5 separate regions of the Mus musculus genome follow, and all the other regions are linked to region 1. A link is a contact called in public HiChIP or PLAC-seq and promoter capture Hi-C data. All regions are on one chromosome and are shown on one strand. The core of a region is the stretch at or near the end of the contact, and the rest is flanking DNA. Distances in the headings are between cores, read along the strand shown. Region 1 holds the start of Dera (deoxyribose-phosphate aldolase (putative)). Region 2 holds the start of Slc15a5 (solute carrier family 15, member 5). Region 3 overlaps Ptpro (protein tyrosine phosphatase, receptor type, O). Region 4 overlaps Ptpro (protein tyrosine phosphatase, receptor type, O). Region 5 overlaps Ptpro (protein tyrosine phosphatase, receptor type, O).

Region 1 (2,700 bases), core at 86-2,585:
CACAACTGATGCTGGGGTTACAGGTGTGTGCAATAGCACCCAGCCCAGGACTTACACTTTAAGAAAGTAAAAATGGCCGGACAGTGGTGGCGTACGCCTTTAATCCCAGCACTTGGGAGGCAGAGGCAGGTGGATTTCTGAGTTCCAGGCCAGCCTGGTCTATAGAGTGAGTTCCAGGACAGTGTAGAGCTACACAGAGAAACCTAGGGGCTGGGGGCGGGGGGGGGGGGGGGGAGTAAAATTGGCTTAATTGCATCTCCTGAAAGGAAAATTTGAAACTTTAAAAGAGCTGTTGGGGGGGGGGGGGAATTATGTTACATCCTCGACCTTGTACAAAGATGCAGACTAGCTTCATCTTCAGCCCTTAGTCCATCTTCCAGGGTCACTGCTAAAGTTTACACTGCAGGGATAAAGTGTAAGGCTCTGTTGGAGAGAGGGACTAAAGTGCCATTAACCTGGTACAGAGACTACCTGTCAAGCATGCAATTCTAAACACTTCTAAAGTCTAGACTGGCAAGTCCCTTCTGAAAAGAGTAACCCTGTGTATCACTCACAGCCACTCAAAATCAGTCCCTATGAAAAGAACTTAGTGCGCTCATTATCGTTGCTTATTCAACACTAAGTGCAGAGAAATATACCAGCGGCTCCAAGTATCCCCTCCTCACACTATCCAAACCACCTTCAGACAGAAGTAGCTTCCTAATAAATAACTACTTTACAGATGCCGGTATATAAGCACAGAGTGAGTAATTTACCCAAAATCACACACCTAAGAGGGTCCAGGATACAAAGCAAACAATCTATTATGCAAAGTTAAGTCATTGACATTTGGCTCAGTCACGTTTTTGCTACGTTTGAATTACAGACTTTTAATTTTTTTTCCCAGAAATATCTGAACTAGTATCAATAAGGTGAAAAATAGTTTTAAAAAGAACATTTTGTCTAAGCATTTAAAATCATTTTTAGCAGACGGCGATGACCACCAGCACAGCCAACTTTGGGAATGGCTACGTGAGTCCGGCAGTAAATGAATGGCACACAAGTACCCGGCAGGCTTTTCACTCGGGTTGGTTTACTGCGACCACAGAGCTACATAGTGCAAAGATCTAATTAACCCTTCCTTGCTTCCGCTTAAAGGGTTAAGACTGCATAGAGCCTGGCGACAGGGCTGTCCCCGAGTTCTGCCTCAGTTCAGGTCTCCGCCCTCCGGGGATCGCCCTGGGCACCCCCACCCCCAACCTGGCGAAGGGGAGCGCAACCCGCTGGCCCTTACCGAGCTCTGTGCCCCGGCAGTGAGCAGCCATTGTGGCCACCGCTGAAAGCCAACCCTTGCTCCAGGTCGCCACACGGGCCTGGCCTTCCTCCTTCCTGTCAAGTCCCCGCCCAGAGCCACGCCCCTTTTGCAACGCCCTACCAAAGCCACGCCTCTTCGGTCCTGTACCACTTAAACTTTTCTCCAGCTCCTGGGCTTGGAGCCCAGCCAGGTCATCACCCTACCTGTTCCCTGTCTTTCCAGGTCAGGCCTGTGACTTGAGCATTCCCCAGCTCCAGAAGTCTCCCAGACCATTTTTAAATGCTTACATGGCCAATTGAACTAGACAGAATCAGACTTAGGAACTTTAGCTGTAGGATCATGTGAGTGGCAGGACTGGATTCTTTCTTGCATGAGCGGAGCAATGTAGTCTTGGACCCGAATTGTGGGTAGTGTTCCAGAGCCCTCAGGGGACAGCCAAGGTAGTCTAGGAGCTAGAACGCGCTGTAATTTCTAGTCTGGACTCAGTGAAAGAGCAGCTAGGACATAAGCTTAGGAAGACTCGGTTTCTTATTTTTGTTTTTTTTTTTTTTAAGATTTATTTTATGTATATGAGTACACTGTAGCTGTCTTCAGACACACCAAAAGAGGGCATTAGATCGCCATTACAGATGGTTGTGAGCCACCATGTGGTTGCTGAGAATTGAACGTAGGATTTCTGGAAGAGCAGTCAGTGCTCTTACCGCTGAGCATCTCTCCAGCCCTTTCGTTTTGTTTTTAAGACAGTTTGCTTTGTAATCACGGTTGGACAAGAGGTTGCTGTGTTGAATCTCCTGCCCCAGACCCCAGATCCCCATTGCTGGGATTACAGGCAGATGCTACATTCAATAAAAGGTCCAGCTTCTTTCATTTAGAAAATATAGTATTTTCATTTTTGTGTCTACACACATATGTGTGCATAGCACATGTGTTCAGGTATGTGCAAAGGCCAGGCCAGGCCACTCTGGACCAAGAGTTAGTCAGGAGCTGGGAACCATACTTAAGTGTTAAGAAGCGCAAGCACTCTCAACTGCTCAGTTCCCTCTTCAGGCCTGAAAAGAATTTTTTTAACTTAGTTCTGTGAATAATTGAGTATGTAACCTAGGACACACTACTGGCCTTAGTTCTGTGAATAATTGAGCATGTAACCTAGGACACACTACTGGCCTTTGTGAACTTCATTTTCCTTATCTGTAAGAAAGGATCGCGACAATTTCTTTGCTTTCTAAAGTTGAGATTCAGTGATGATTTTTCTCAGCCTGGTTTCTCTGAATTACTCCAGGTTCACAGTCTAGGGGGTGAGCCACTGTATCTGTACTCACATGGACCATCTCTGCTGAGCTACAAGTTTGTCTGAACTACAAGTTTCTCTAGTGAATCAATTGCTCTAGTTCTTTCATCTCAGGAAA
Region 2 (2,700 bases), core at 196-2,695, 330 kb before region 1:
TATGTTGGTTTGCAGGGCTGGAGGGCAGAGTTCATCATGGAGGGTGAGACTTGGCAACAGACTGGGAATGCACAGTGGTGTGAGCAGGAAGATGATTGGATAAGCTGCACCTGCATAGAGAAAGCAGAGAGAAAACAACACCCCAATGTCTCCTCAGAGCCCCAACAATCCACTTCCTCCAGCGAGGCTCGGACTCCTAAAGGTTGTAGAATCTTACCACAGGTGCTGAGTATTCAACACGTAAGCCCATGGGGGGCATTCATGTTCAACCCACAGTAGCTATTACAGCCAAGCAAGGGACAGAAGCTGGGCAGATCAGAACATCAACCTGTCCATGGAGACTGTAATCAGAGGTCACATCAAAACATTTCACTCTTTCCCAATGTGACAAGTGATAAGAACCAAAGTCCACAGCCTTGATCAATCCTTGATTTTATACTCCAACATGAAAATAAATCTTGCTTGTTAACATTTTACTACCTGACCCAGTCGTTCCATCCACTTGTCTTCCTGTCTCCAGGTAGCTAAACCCCCAAATGGTGAGCCGTTCTCATCCATCGCTGCCTTTGTGAACCTGATTGGTGCCCTCTTGCTTTCCAGCATGCAATGCTCACTACTATTGCAGGGTCAGAATAATGCTCAACTCAAGGTTCCCCGAAGCACATGTAAGCTGGTTGCTGTGTTCCTGGCTGCTGATTACAAGCCAGTGAGTCAAATGGTGCTTTCTGAATCTCATTTCCTTGGAGAGGCTCTTCGACAAGTGTGGGGTCAACCTAAAGGAAGCAGAGTTTATTCAATATTTTCTCCTTTCATTAGTGAGTTTAAATTACTTCCTTGTAAACTCTGCTTGTTACCTGAATGTACTAGCACTTTTGTTTCTTAATTAACTTTCTTATCAGAATCCCAACCAAAAATAACAAGAAATGTAATCATGATAAGGTACCCGGCCCCCTCAAAACAGATTTCCTTCTGTGCTTTATCTCTTGGCTCTGTTCTGGCTTCTTTAATTAAAATATCAGAAATTATTAGACTCAAATTATTTCTTGATCTAGTGCTCAAATGCCCCTGAAAAACTGCTTCTTGAGCCTCCATATTTAAACCTTTATCTGCATGAGGCAGACGAGCTTCCTTACGTATGCAACTGGAGTCACGTGATTCAATATAATTTTGGATGAAGCGTCTAATTTGGTCTCTAAGTAATGAAACAAACAAATCAGATGTGGCTGTGCTGAGCTTTGAGTGTTTAAATGCTCAGGTCTTCTCTCTTGGGCTTCCAGATCATCAAAAAATAGCATTCATGTGCAAAAAAGCTCAAGAAATTCTAGCATGGAGATGTGAAATTCTAAGCAGCCGTCTTTTTTTTTTCCATTAGAGGAATAGGGTTAAAAAAAAAAGACACTAGGTCCAAGCAACTCACATAAGTGATAGTCTAGGAAAAGCAGTCATGCCCATTACAGACTTCATCATAAATGATGAAAAAACACCCTTAGTCTTACATGGTGGCCCTGAGCAGTGGAAGACAGTGGGCCCTTATGGATGTTTTCGAGTTGGAATCTGCTTGCTTCTGGTGGAGCTGTGTGAGAGGTTCACTTTCTTCGAAGTCGTCTGCAACATGATCCCCTTTTGCACAGGGAGGCTTGGCTCCTACAACCACCAGGCAGCCATGCTCAACTTGGGCTTTATTGGAACCTCAGTCCTTACCCCTGTGTTCATGGGATGGCTTGCGGATGAGTACTTCGGAAGGAACAAACTGATGTACATAGCCTTATCTCTACATTTCCTAGGTGAGTGTCCCCTAATGACAGTATTTGGGGGAGGGCACAGAGATACATACATTTTTGTTAAGAATTTTTAATTTTGCTCCCACCCTGTCCTTAGCATAAAATACAATAAGATATGTCATTTCAATTTATTTCATTCTTTGTATTATTTAGGCTGTTAGTAGGTGTGTATATTGAGTTTTCCAGGATTTTTAATACTTAGAGCATTGCGATTACTATATTTTATGCTAAGTATATCTTTGTATGTCAGTGTCCTATACACCTCGCAATGCCCCCTGCCTCCCTCTTTGTGCTTTAACTCAAATTTGTGGTAGATCCTCTATGAAACACGGAATTCATTTGCTTCACAACTGGAAGAAATATGCTGAAAAGGTTGTGGAAGTTCACGTAGAATAAACTAAGAAGTGTTTGGCTTTTATAATCAATCATATGGTAATTAGAGTTCATATAAAGATATGTTTTCTGGATTTTAAGATCAAGTGATATGATTTAAAAATAAGTGAATTCAGACAGGACAGTATGATTGTTTATACAAAGAACAATGAACAGAAGCTTGGAAATGCTTGACGAGGCATAAAGAGCAAGCTGGTTGATAATCTACCAGTGTGAGTGTGTGTGTGTGTGTGTGTGTGTGTGTGTGTGTGTGTGTGTGTGTGTGTAGGTGAGAGGACAGCTTTTAGAAGTAGATTTGTAGATTTTTTATCTTACATATTGTTTGAGGCAGAGTCCCTGTACTGGCTGGTTTTGTGTCAACTTGACACAAGCTGGAGTTATCACAGGAAAGGGACCCTTGAGGAAATGCCTCCATGAGATCCAGCTGTAAGGCATGTTCTCAATTAGTGAACAAGTCAGGAGGGCCCATTGTGGGTAGTGCCATCCTTAAGCTGATAGTCCTGGGTTCTATAAGAAAGCAAGCTGA
Region 3 (2,700 bases), core at 130-2,629, 390 kb after region 1:
GCTAGGTTGAGTTCTTTCCTTAGAAGTGCTAGCTAGATCTCCACAATATCAGGAAATATTCGCTACACTGTTCGGTGCAATACGTTGTCATTCCATTCCTACCTGCACAGTGGCTTGATAAGAAAATGTCATTTCTTATGATATTCTTAATGCACGGTGGATAATGGGATTTAGTTACTATTCATTATGTATTGTGTTTGGATGCTGTAGAACTGTCCACACACATAGATACACACACACACACACACACACACACACACACACACACACACACACATCCATGAGTTATAAGAAATCAAGTTATTTTAGAAATCACAAAAATGAAGTTCAGAGATCCTTTGACATCCCTGAATGTTCATAGGTAATAAATTGCAGAGCAGGAATATAAACACAGAGTCCCTGACTCCCAGCCTTGTGCTATGGATGTAAACAGATTATTTTAGTTCAGTGTATTAACTGGAGATAATAATCCTTGTGCCTGTTGACTGCTTTAAGGAGTAAAAGAAAGATTGTATGTAAAAATGTTCATTACGAAAGCTTATCAAATAGCTGTCACTATGATGCCTTTGTCCTCAGGCTGTAAGGACCCGAAGAAAGAATGGCTTCCCCAGTACTGCCTGTCACAACCGTGCAGAGGTGTTGGGGAACTCCCTCAGCCCTGACCATGCTTGCTTCCTCTAGCTTATGCTTGACAGATCACTGGAAAGTATGATACGAAAATAGAAGGAACTTTGAAGATTAACAGAGTTGAATTCAAATCTGCTCCTTAGCTTTTTTCTCTTTTTAATTCTTCCCAGGTGTGTTCAACCTTGAGTTGTCTGTGAATTAATTCAGCTCAATGTATTTATAGATGACAATGTCATATTAAAATGTCAAAGGTTGGACATCCTCTTGGCCTTTGTTGTCTCAGGTAAGAAGAGTCAGAGATGCTAGATCCTTAATGTGAGTATTATGTGTGTGTGTGTGTGTGTGTGTGTGTGTGTGTGTGTGTGTGTGTGTGTGTGTGTGCATGCCACAGCATTTGAGTAGAGCTAACAAGAGAACTTGCAAAAAGTCTGACCTTGTAGGTCAGAGGGATTGGACTCAGGTCCTCAGGCTTGGTGGCAGGCACATTTACTCTGCTGCTGCTAATACATTTCTAATGTATTTCCTAACTGTTTTTCTTTAGACTGTGTACATTTTAGAAGCTGCATTTTTATAGGCTGCAAATGCTAAGGATAACATATGAACCAGTAATTCTATCAGTCCCTTTACCCACTCACTGGAGCTATGCTTCTGTGACATCATGAACAAAGTCATTTCTTTTGCCCTTAGCACTGTGACAGCCTGAGCTCACCTGTTTGAGTGGGGTAACCATGGAAACCGTGTTAATACTAACAGCGCTGAGAAATCTGGAAACCCGGGAACTGTGCTTAGCCGATGATTGATTGGAGGGAGGAGGTGGATTCTCAGCCCTGGGGCGGGGGATGGGGGGCATAAAATCCATATGCTCTTAGTAGGCCATGGGTAAGTTCTAGGCCTGTGACTCTCTTCTAGCTCAGTGTGCCGTGAGAGGAGAATGGTGTTGATAGGCTGATTTCGCCTTTTCTGGGTGAAGTTTGGAAACGGCTTCCTCTTGTGAAAATGCTTGGGGGAGGATGCTGATTCAGTCGCTAGAAGATACGTGTAAGATGGTAGTCCAGAGCTCTTAAGTCAGAAAGTCCGAGTTTAGTTAGACTTCCCTACAGCCGTGATGTATCTTTCTAATGATGATATCAGTTAAATAAATTCTGGAGAGAGAGTAGTCTGCTGCCCAAGACCACCACATGCTTGCTTAGGGACATTCTGTGCTTGCTTAGGGACATTCTGTGCTTGCTTAGGGACATTCTGTGCTTGCTTAGGGACATTCTGTGCTTGCTTAGGGACATTCTGTGCTTGCTTACGGACATTCTGTGGTTCTGTCCTTTAATGGCTTCCTTTTAAGATGCTTAGATCCACAGCAGTGTGTGAGACCTTTGATGGACTATAGTCTCTTCTGTCCATCACCACTAGGACTCTTTAAAATGTTCCCAGGATTCCCGGGTGGGGGATGTGGCGTTAAAGGGAACGGAGGGCGGTACGTCAAAGCCTTTTCGCAGTGTTTACTTTCAGACAGTAATGGACTTCACCTGCTGCAAAGAGCAGCTTCTTTGGTGGGGGTGGGAGCCACACTTGTCTGTGATGTCAGGATCAGCATTTAAAATTCAGTTAGGAAATGTGCTGGTTTAGTAAAGTAGTCATAGGTTATTACCTAAGAATCCTGACCTAACTGGCCATGGGTAGTTGGCTGTTTCCAGAACTAGGTGTGATTTCCCTCCTACTTAGTGGGCCTTTCGTCCAGCTGGACAGCTGTTAGTTACTGCCGAGGCACCTTTAGGGACATCTTGCCATGCAGGTCATTGCTGTGCCTCATCACATGGTCACATCAGGGTAGGCTCAGAAAACCTCATGGAAGACAGATGGCAAAGATCCTAAGTTAGAGGACCAAGAAGTCTGCCATTGTGACATTGTGAGTTCTACATATGACCGAGGTGTAACATCCATGAAATCTCGACAATATGACTGCCTAACAAGACCTAACCAACTCTAATACCAGTTGACACCCCAAAGTGAAAATATACAAGCCGGGCAATGGAGGTGCACGCCTTTAATCCCAGCACTTGGAAGGCAGAGGCAGGCGGA
Region 4 (2,700 bases), core at 81-2,580, 340 kb after region 1:
GAGATACATGCCCGCACCCCAGCACTTGGGAGGCTGAGGTAGGAGGGTTAGGGTCATAGGGGATGTTTGGACTATATGGTGAGTTTGAAGTTAGCCTGAGCTACTTGTTAACCCATCTCAAAACCCCACAGAGCCAATCCTTAAGGCCTTAAGTACTTGCTATATGTCACCTCTACTCAGGTTTGTGGCTGAGTGCTGGGAAGAAAGAAGAACAGGCCATCAGCTCCATGGGGAGCCATATTTACCTCCCAAGCTTATTTGTTTACACTTGTAAGTAAACTGGACCAAAAAAAGTCACCTGTTGCTCTTGTTTTCCAGGGTACAGACAAGAATTCATAGGCATTAAAGTGCATTTTAAAAAGTGTCACAGAAGCCACCCATGGTGGCAAACGACTTTAGCTCCAGCTTTTGAAAGAAGGAATGAGTCAGGAGGATCCCTGTGAGTTTGGGAAGGAATGATGCAGAAGGATCCCTATGAGTTCCAGAAGGAATGATGCAGGGGGATTCCTACGAGATCCAGGCTAGCCAGGACTATGTAGTTAGAGCATAACTCAACTTTACTCTTCATCAAAAACCAAACCAAACCATCCAAACAAGCAAATAAGAACACTCCAACAAAAACCCTGGAGGAAAGGGTCCTGAGTTGTAAGATGAAGGAGTGTTAAACATTGCCCACGTGTACTTCTGTCTTTTTTTCTAACAAAGGAAAAGTCAACAGAAAGGCCAAAAGCAAAACAAAGCAGAGCTGGCACTACTCCTCAGTGTATCAGCCATAAGCCTGCAGCTGGTTTGCAGACACAAAGGCAAATCCATTTAAAGGGACACAGCATTCCTGAGAGTGGCTGTCTGCACAGGGTCTTCACAAAGGGTCTAGAATTCCTGCTGCAAACAATGAACACGCTATACCACAGGAAAGGAACAAGAAGCCCTGTTCCAGACCCCACAGTAATCACCCATTTGCCTTTTAGCACGGCTGAAGTAGCGGCTTTCTTGCTTTGATTTTAAGTAGAAATGGTAACTGCTATTGGACCACGGCCAGCCAAGGGCCTGTACAGATGAGAGTGCATTGGTCAGGACTGTGTCTACCCCTGTTGAGGAGTCTAAGGATCACCTTGGTGATTTCTCTTGGCGGATGCCCTTTGTGTCTGGTGTACACTTTTAGGGCTTTCTGTATTTTTACTTCTAATTTTCTAAAGAACATTAAGCTAAAGCTGGAGAGACGATTCAGCGGTTAAAAACACTAACTGCTTTTTGCACCAAGTACAGGTTTGTTTCTCAGCACCCACATGCTTGCTCGCTACCATCTCGCTCCAGTTCCGGGGATCTGATACTCTCTTCTGCCCTCTGGTGGATGGCAGCAGGCATGTACACGGTGCACAGACATCCATGCAGGCAAGAAGATTATACCCATTAACATGAACATAGGAAGAACCTAAATAGCCCAAATCTAAAATTCATACTCTTTTATCCTATATTTACATATCATTTTTAAAAAAATGCTTGAAGACAATACGAATCTTTTTCTAAGTCACATGTTCTAGCCAAGCACACTTTGAGATAGGAGTCAAGGGCTCCCTGAACCTGTAGCTTGGGGTATTTTCAAAGGAAGACTGACTCCATCAAAAAGGCAAGTTATATGTATTGAGAAGGAAATACTAAAAAAAAAATAATGAAGAAACTTCAAAAGACCAGATTGCCTCAGTCTGTATCATTACCCATTGTGGAGACAGCTATGAATGTAGGGACACTGGGAGTGTCGTGGCTGAAGCTGGTGACACTGCAGTTGTAGGCAGTGGCTGGGAGGAGGCTGGAGATGGTCACCACGTGGGACGACACAGCTACTGGCTCCTGGGGATGGAGAAGATAAAACACATTTCACACCATCCTCTTGTTTGTGAAAGTATTCTCCATATTAAGAATGTTATGTTCAGAATAAAAACATAATTAAAAGATGGAAAAGGTTAATAGTGAAAAACTCCCCCCCTTTCTCTATTCCCTTCCATGTTACTCTGTCCCATGGAAGCAGCCCTCATTACTGAGTGTTTTTTTCCTTGTACCTAGTTGATGGGGGCATAAAGATGATGTCACGGCTGATGTCACAGCTGACGTCACAGCTGACGGCGATGACTGGTGATGCAGCTTACACACTACTCTGCCTATTTACACTTGAATCATCTGTTGTCATCTTTGCTATAAATTCATATTAAGCTGATTTATTCTTTTTAAAATGGAAAACATTAAAACTGCATGCACAAAGGTTTGTCAGTCTGTCTGTCTGGGTACTGCCTGCACCCAGTGCCTGCGGAGACCAGAAGACGGTACACTCTCCCCTGGAAATGGAGTTGCAGACAGTTGTCAACAGCTATGTAGGTTCTGGGAAACAAACCTAAGTTCTCTACAAGTGCAGCAGGCATTGTCAACCTAAAAGCCATCTTTCCAGCTCCCATTTACCCTTCTGAAGGAGGGCACACACGTCCATTTAAAGTTCATCTTGCCAGCCTCCTACAGATGCAGGTTTCAGTGGTCTGTGGATTTCTCTGTGTGCTGCTGTGAGCGACACTAAGTAAGCATCATCTTGTAACCATAGAAACCCTTGTACCTGTAGTCACTTAGTGCATTTATGTGCCTGTGATGGTTAATATGATCACCAGCCTGGCAGGACCTGGAGTCATCTATGAGATGAGGGATGGTGGGATAGTG
Region 5 (2,700 bases), core at 131-2,630, 320 kb after region 1:
TTACAGGTCACCCCTCTTGCAAGGCCTCTCCACAGGCATTGCTGATCTGAACTCTGAAGTTCTCGAACTTTACTCAAGGTAATCTGTTCCAAGCCCCAAAGGATGCAGCAAAGCACCCAAGTGTCACACTTCAAGTCTCTTCTCAATGGTTCCTTTAAGGAATTCGGAGCTAGAGGACTACTCTGGAAGAGGAATCTGTGGATCTCTGAAAGATTTTAAAGGGAAGAGACATTTAAGGGAAGAGACGTTGATTGAGAAGAGCGGCCCTCTCATCCTGTGTGTCTTGATTCAAGCATTCTTCACAGAGCCCATGCTCTGGGAATCCAGCTTTCGGTCCTGGGCCTCTTTCAAGTTGGAGATACTTGCTGTCACCCGATACTGGCCTGCACAGTTGCCATCAGCCTGGATGGAGCAACCTCAGTGGCCCAACTGTTTCTTTCTTGTTGATGCTTCATCAGTTTTTGCTTCTCAAGATTATAGAATCTTACACTGTTTGGGCTACGAGGTAGTCAGCCGTTCTTGAAGATGAACTGGCAAGTAGGTGCCTCAGTACAAATTTAAATTTTTCCCCATTTCAGATAAAAAAAAAAAAACCTTTGCACTAGTGTCCTTATAAAGCAGAAAACTGCCATTGTAATTGCACAAGTTTCTCATCAAGGTTTTCCAATGGCTTGCTATATTACTCTTGTGAGATAAACACAGACACACACACACACACACACACACACACACACACACACACACACACACAATCTCTAGTTTTGCAAAACTTAACCCAAATCAGCATTATTTTTTAAGGTTAATTAGAGTAATCATGAGCTTATTTAAATTATGGGTTTTTTTTTCTTCCATTGATTAAGATATTTTACAAGTGGAGTTTCTTTAGAAAGAACCATAAAGGATAATTTGTCCAAAAGAGATTATTTTTCAAAATATCTTCCTTAGTTGTGTGTGCCACTTATAAAGAATCGGTTTTTTGAAAGCAGCTCAAAAATCGTCAATGTAAGTTTAGCCATCCTCAGACAAATCTTACAACTTTCCCATCCTTTGCTGGCTTGTGTACTAGCAAATAGAATTATTAAACTCAACAAAGGCAAACATTGCCCCGTGAACACCAACTGTGAAGCATTCAAAGGTGGTGTGGTTGTGTTTGTTTTTGCTTTGCCTGACCTGGGTCTATAATGACTCCTTTCTTCGCCTTTGTGTGGACAGAGTCACAACTCTCCTCAGCTTTCCGCCAACAATTTGGACACAGACTAAAAAGCAACTCGGAAAGGCCTCGGATACAAAAGAAACCTTGGAAACAAACCCAGAGCTGGAGAGCGGGCTGAGCACGTGGACACTGACTCTCTAAGAGACCTGAAATTCAGTGCTGCGGTCCCAGTTGAAAATGCCCTAAGTTGGTAAGAGCTGCTTAATTGGCTGAACACTGTAAATGTAAATTAGCCAAGTAGAACTGCAGCGGAGCCTGAGCCGGCCCGAAGCTGGGTGTACAAGCGAGCAACTCTGCAGGCTTTGTAATTTAGCTTGTCACCCAATGGAAAACCAAACAAGGTCTCAGCTCAGGTCACTCTGCAGGGAGTTTCCCTCGAGCCATAGAGACACCGCAGAGGCTTAAATCTTCATTACAATAAAGTGTAGGGGTGACGGGCTGAAGCCACATAAATCATTTTCCAGTTTCTGTTTGCCCATTTTGCTTCGGATATAATCAATCATGTTTTTTATTTACTGGAGACGTCCCCATGGGTTGAATGGTGTTCTCCAAGGAGCTGTGTCCATGTCACAACCTATGAATGTGGACCTTTTGTAAAAGTCTGTGGGGATAAGTCACTCTGTATGGATTGCCAGAGGAGAAGCCATGTAGAGACTGGTTAGAGTCTGGCTTGATGTAGCTGCCAGTGGAGGGACACTTGGGGCCACCCAAAACTGAGCAAGGTACACAAGTGCTCTCCCCGGAGGCTCCAAAGGGAGCGTGTTCAGCTCCTGAATCTGAACTTGGAGAGCACAGATCTATTGTTTCAAGCCAAGAGCACTGTAATGACTTCCTAGAGCCTAACAGAGTCACCAAGCCCAGTGGCCATCTATATTGGGCCAGAGACAGTTGAAGCACCCAACTCCAGAGAAAGAAAGTAAAAACATGCACTGTGTATGTGTATATGCCTCTGTGTTTGTGTGTGTGTGTGTACTGCCACAACTAAACATCACAGAGTTGAGGTTTTAATCAAAAGATGCTATTATTTTTCATAGTCATGGGGGCTGAAAAGCCCCAAACCAAGTTGCCAACAATGTAGATTTCCTTGTTAATCTTTGGCTTGTAAGCAGCTGTCAGCTCTGTGTGTTCCCATGTCTTATCAACGTGAAGCTCAGGGGAAGAAGAAGATGGCAAACTCACTAGTTTCTCTTATATTAAGGCATTAACCTCACCACTAGAATCCCAGCTCCTTTACTCTGTGCATCTTAATTACCTCCAAAGGGCCTCATCCTTAAATACTGTCAACGAGGCAAGGCCTTCCATGGATTGGAAGAACACAGTCAGCCTGTAAGGCAAGCATAGGATTTTAGAGCTAGCAACACCATCAGCAGATTGTGGTACTTAGCACTGACCTTGGAACAGACTGGGCGTTAGACGCAAGGCATTCGGGCCAATAGATCCCGTGTCCACAGGGAAGACAAAGGGGCGGGGGTAAGGGGGTGGGGGAG

Evidence for each region. Promoter capture Hi-C pulls out the DNA fragments that hold promoters and counts their contacts. HiChIP or PLAC-seq counts read pairs in DNA pulled down with a chosen protein or histone mark.
Region 2: a contact with region 1 is called in a promoter capture Hi-C map of liver. The contact joins the promoter of Slc15a5 here to the promoter of Dera in region 1. A contact is called at or near these places in 2 of 39 promoter capture datasets (both in liver), 1 of 484 Hi-C or Micro-C datasets (liver), 1 of 115 datasets of contacts at active chromatin or transcription factors (bone marrow-derived macrophages) and 1 of 9 other capture datasets (embryonic stem cells).
Region 3: a promoter capture Hi-C map of second pharyngeal arch cranial neural crest shows a contact between it and region 1, with 2.3 times the contacts expected there. The contact joins the enhancer-like site here to the promoter of Dera in region 1. A contact is called at or near these places in 1 of 39 promoter capture datasets (second pharyngeal arch cranial neural crest), 2 of 115 datasets of contacts at active chromatin or transcription factors (astrocytes and epiblast stem cells) and 2 of 9 other capture datasets (adipose tissue and embryonic stem cells).
Region 4: an H3K4me3 HiChIP or PLAC-seq map of bone marrow-derived macrophages shows a contact between it and region 1, with 3 times the contacts expected there. The contact joins the enhancer-like site here to the promoter of Dera in region 1. A contact is called at or near these places in 9 of 39 promoter capture datasets (3T3-L1-derived adipocytes, the C10 cell line, embryonic stem cells and 5 more), 1 of 484 Hi-C or Micro-C datasets (bone marrow-derived macrophages), 4 of 115 datasets of contacts at active chromatin or transcription factors (bone marrow-derived macrophages, embryonic stem cells and microglia) and 4 of 9 other capture datasets (adipose tissue, embryonic stem cells, liver and 1 more).
Region 5: an H3K4me3 HiChIP or PLAC-seq map of stem cell-derived neural progenitor cells shows a contact between it and region 1, with 22 read pairs. The contact joins the enhancer-like site here to the promoter of Dera in region 1. A contact is called at or near these places in 5 of 39 promoter capture datasets (embryonic stem cells, frontonasal cranial neural crest, liver and 1 more), 1 of 484 Hi-C or Micro-C datasets (bone marrow-derived macrophages), 7 of 115 datasets of contacts at active chromatin or transcription factors (bone marrow-derived macrophages, embryonic basal ganglia, embryonic stem cells and 4 more) and 3 of 9 other capture datasets (adipose tissue, embryonic stem cells and liver).

The regions. Positions count from the first base shown.
Region 1 is chr6:137,753,212-137,755,911 of GRCm38.p6, reverse strand. It overlaps Dera (deoxyribose-phosphate aldolase (putative)), which reads right to left and starts at 1,335. Exons shown (of 9, transcript NM_172733.1): 1 at 1,274-1,335. The coding sequence starts at 1,304.
Region 2 is chr6:138,078,661-138,081,360 of GRCm38.p6, reverse strand. Slc15a5 (solute carrier family 15, member 5) reads left to right here and starts at 1,445. Exons shown (of 9, transcript NM_177787.4): 1 at 1,445-1,784. The coding sequence starts at 1,445.
Region 3 is chr6:137,361,125-137,363,824 of GRCm38.p6, reverse strand. The region is part of intron 1 of Ptpro (protein tyrosine phosphatase, receptor type, O); the gene reads right to left. Among named protein-coding and RNA genes, the nearest start is that of Gm52924, 88 kb to the right of the region's middle. Within about 2 kb of position 1,379, at least 17 of the 459 cell types and tissues checked have an H3K27ac peak or open chromatin away from gene starts, as enhancers often do. A contact at or near this core is called in second pharyngeal arch cranial neural crest, where this site is marked.
Region 4 is chr6:137,413,366-137,416,065 of GRCm38.p6, reverse strand. Ptpro (protein tyrosine phosphatase, receptor type, O) reads right to left here. Exons shown (of 27, transcript NM_011216.3): 14 at 1,716-1,848. Among named protein-coding and RNA genes, the nearest start is that of Gm52924, 140 kb to the right of the region's middle. Within about 2 kb of position 1,330, at least 9 of the 459 cell types and tissues checked have an H3K27ac peak or open chromatin away from gene starts, as enhancers often do. A contact at or near this core is called in bone marrow-derived macrophages, where this site is marked.
Region 5 is chr6:137,436,836-137,439,535 of GRCm38.p6, reverse strand. All of the region lies in intron 19 of Ptpro (protein tyrosine phosphatase, receptor type, O), which reads right to left. Among named protein-coding and RNA genes, the nearest start is that of Gm52924, 160 kb to the right of the region's middle. Within about 2 kb of position 1,380, at least 38 of the 459 cell types and tissues checked have an H3K27ac peak or open chromatin away from gene starts, as enhancers often do. A contact at or near this core is called in embryonic basal ganglia, neural tube and stem cell-derived neural progenitor cells, where this site is marked.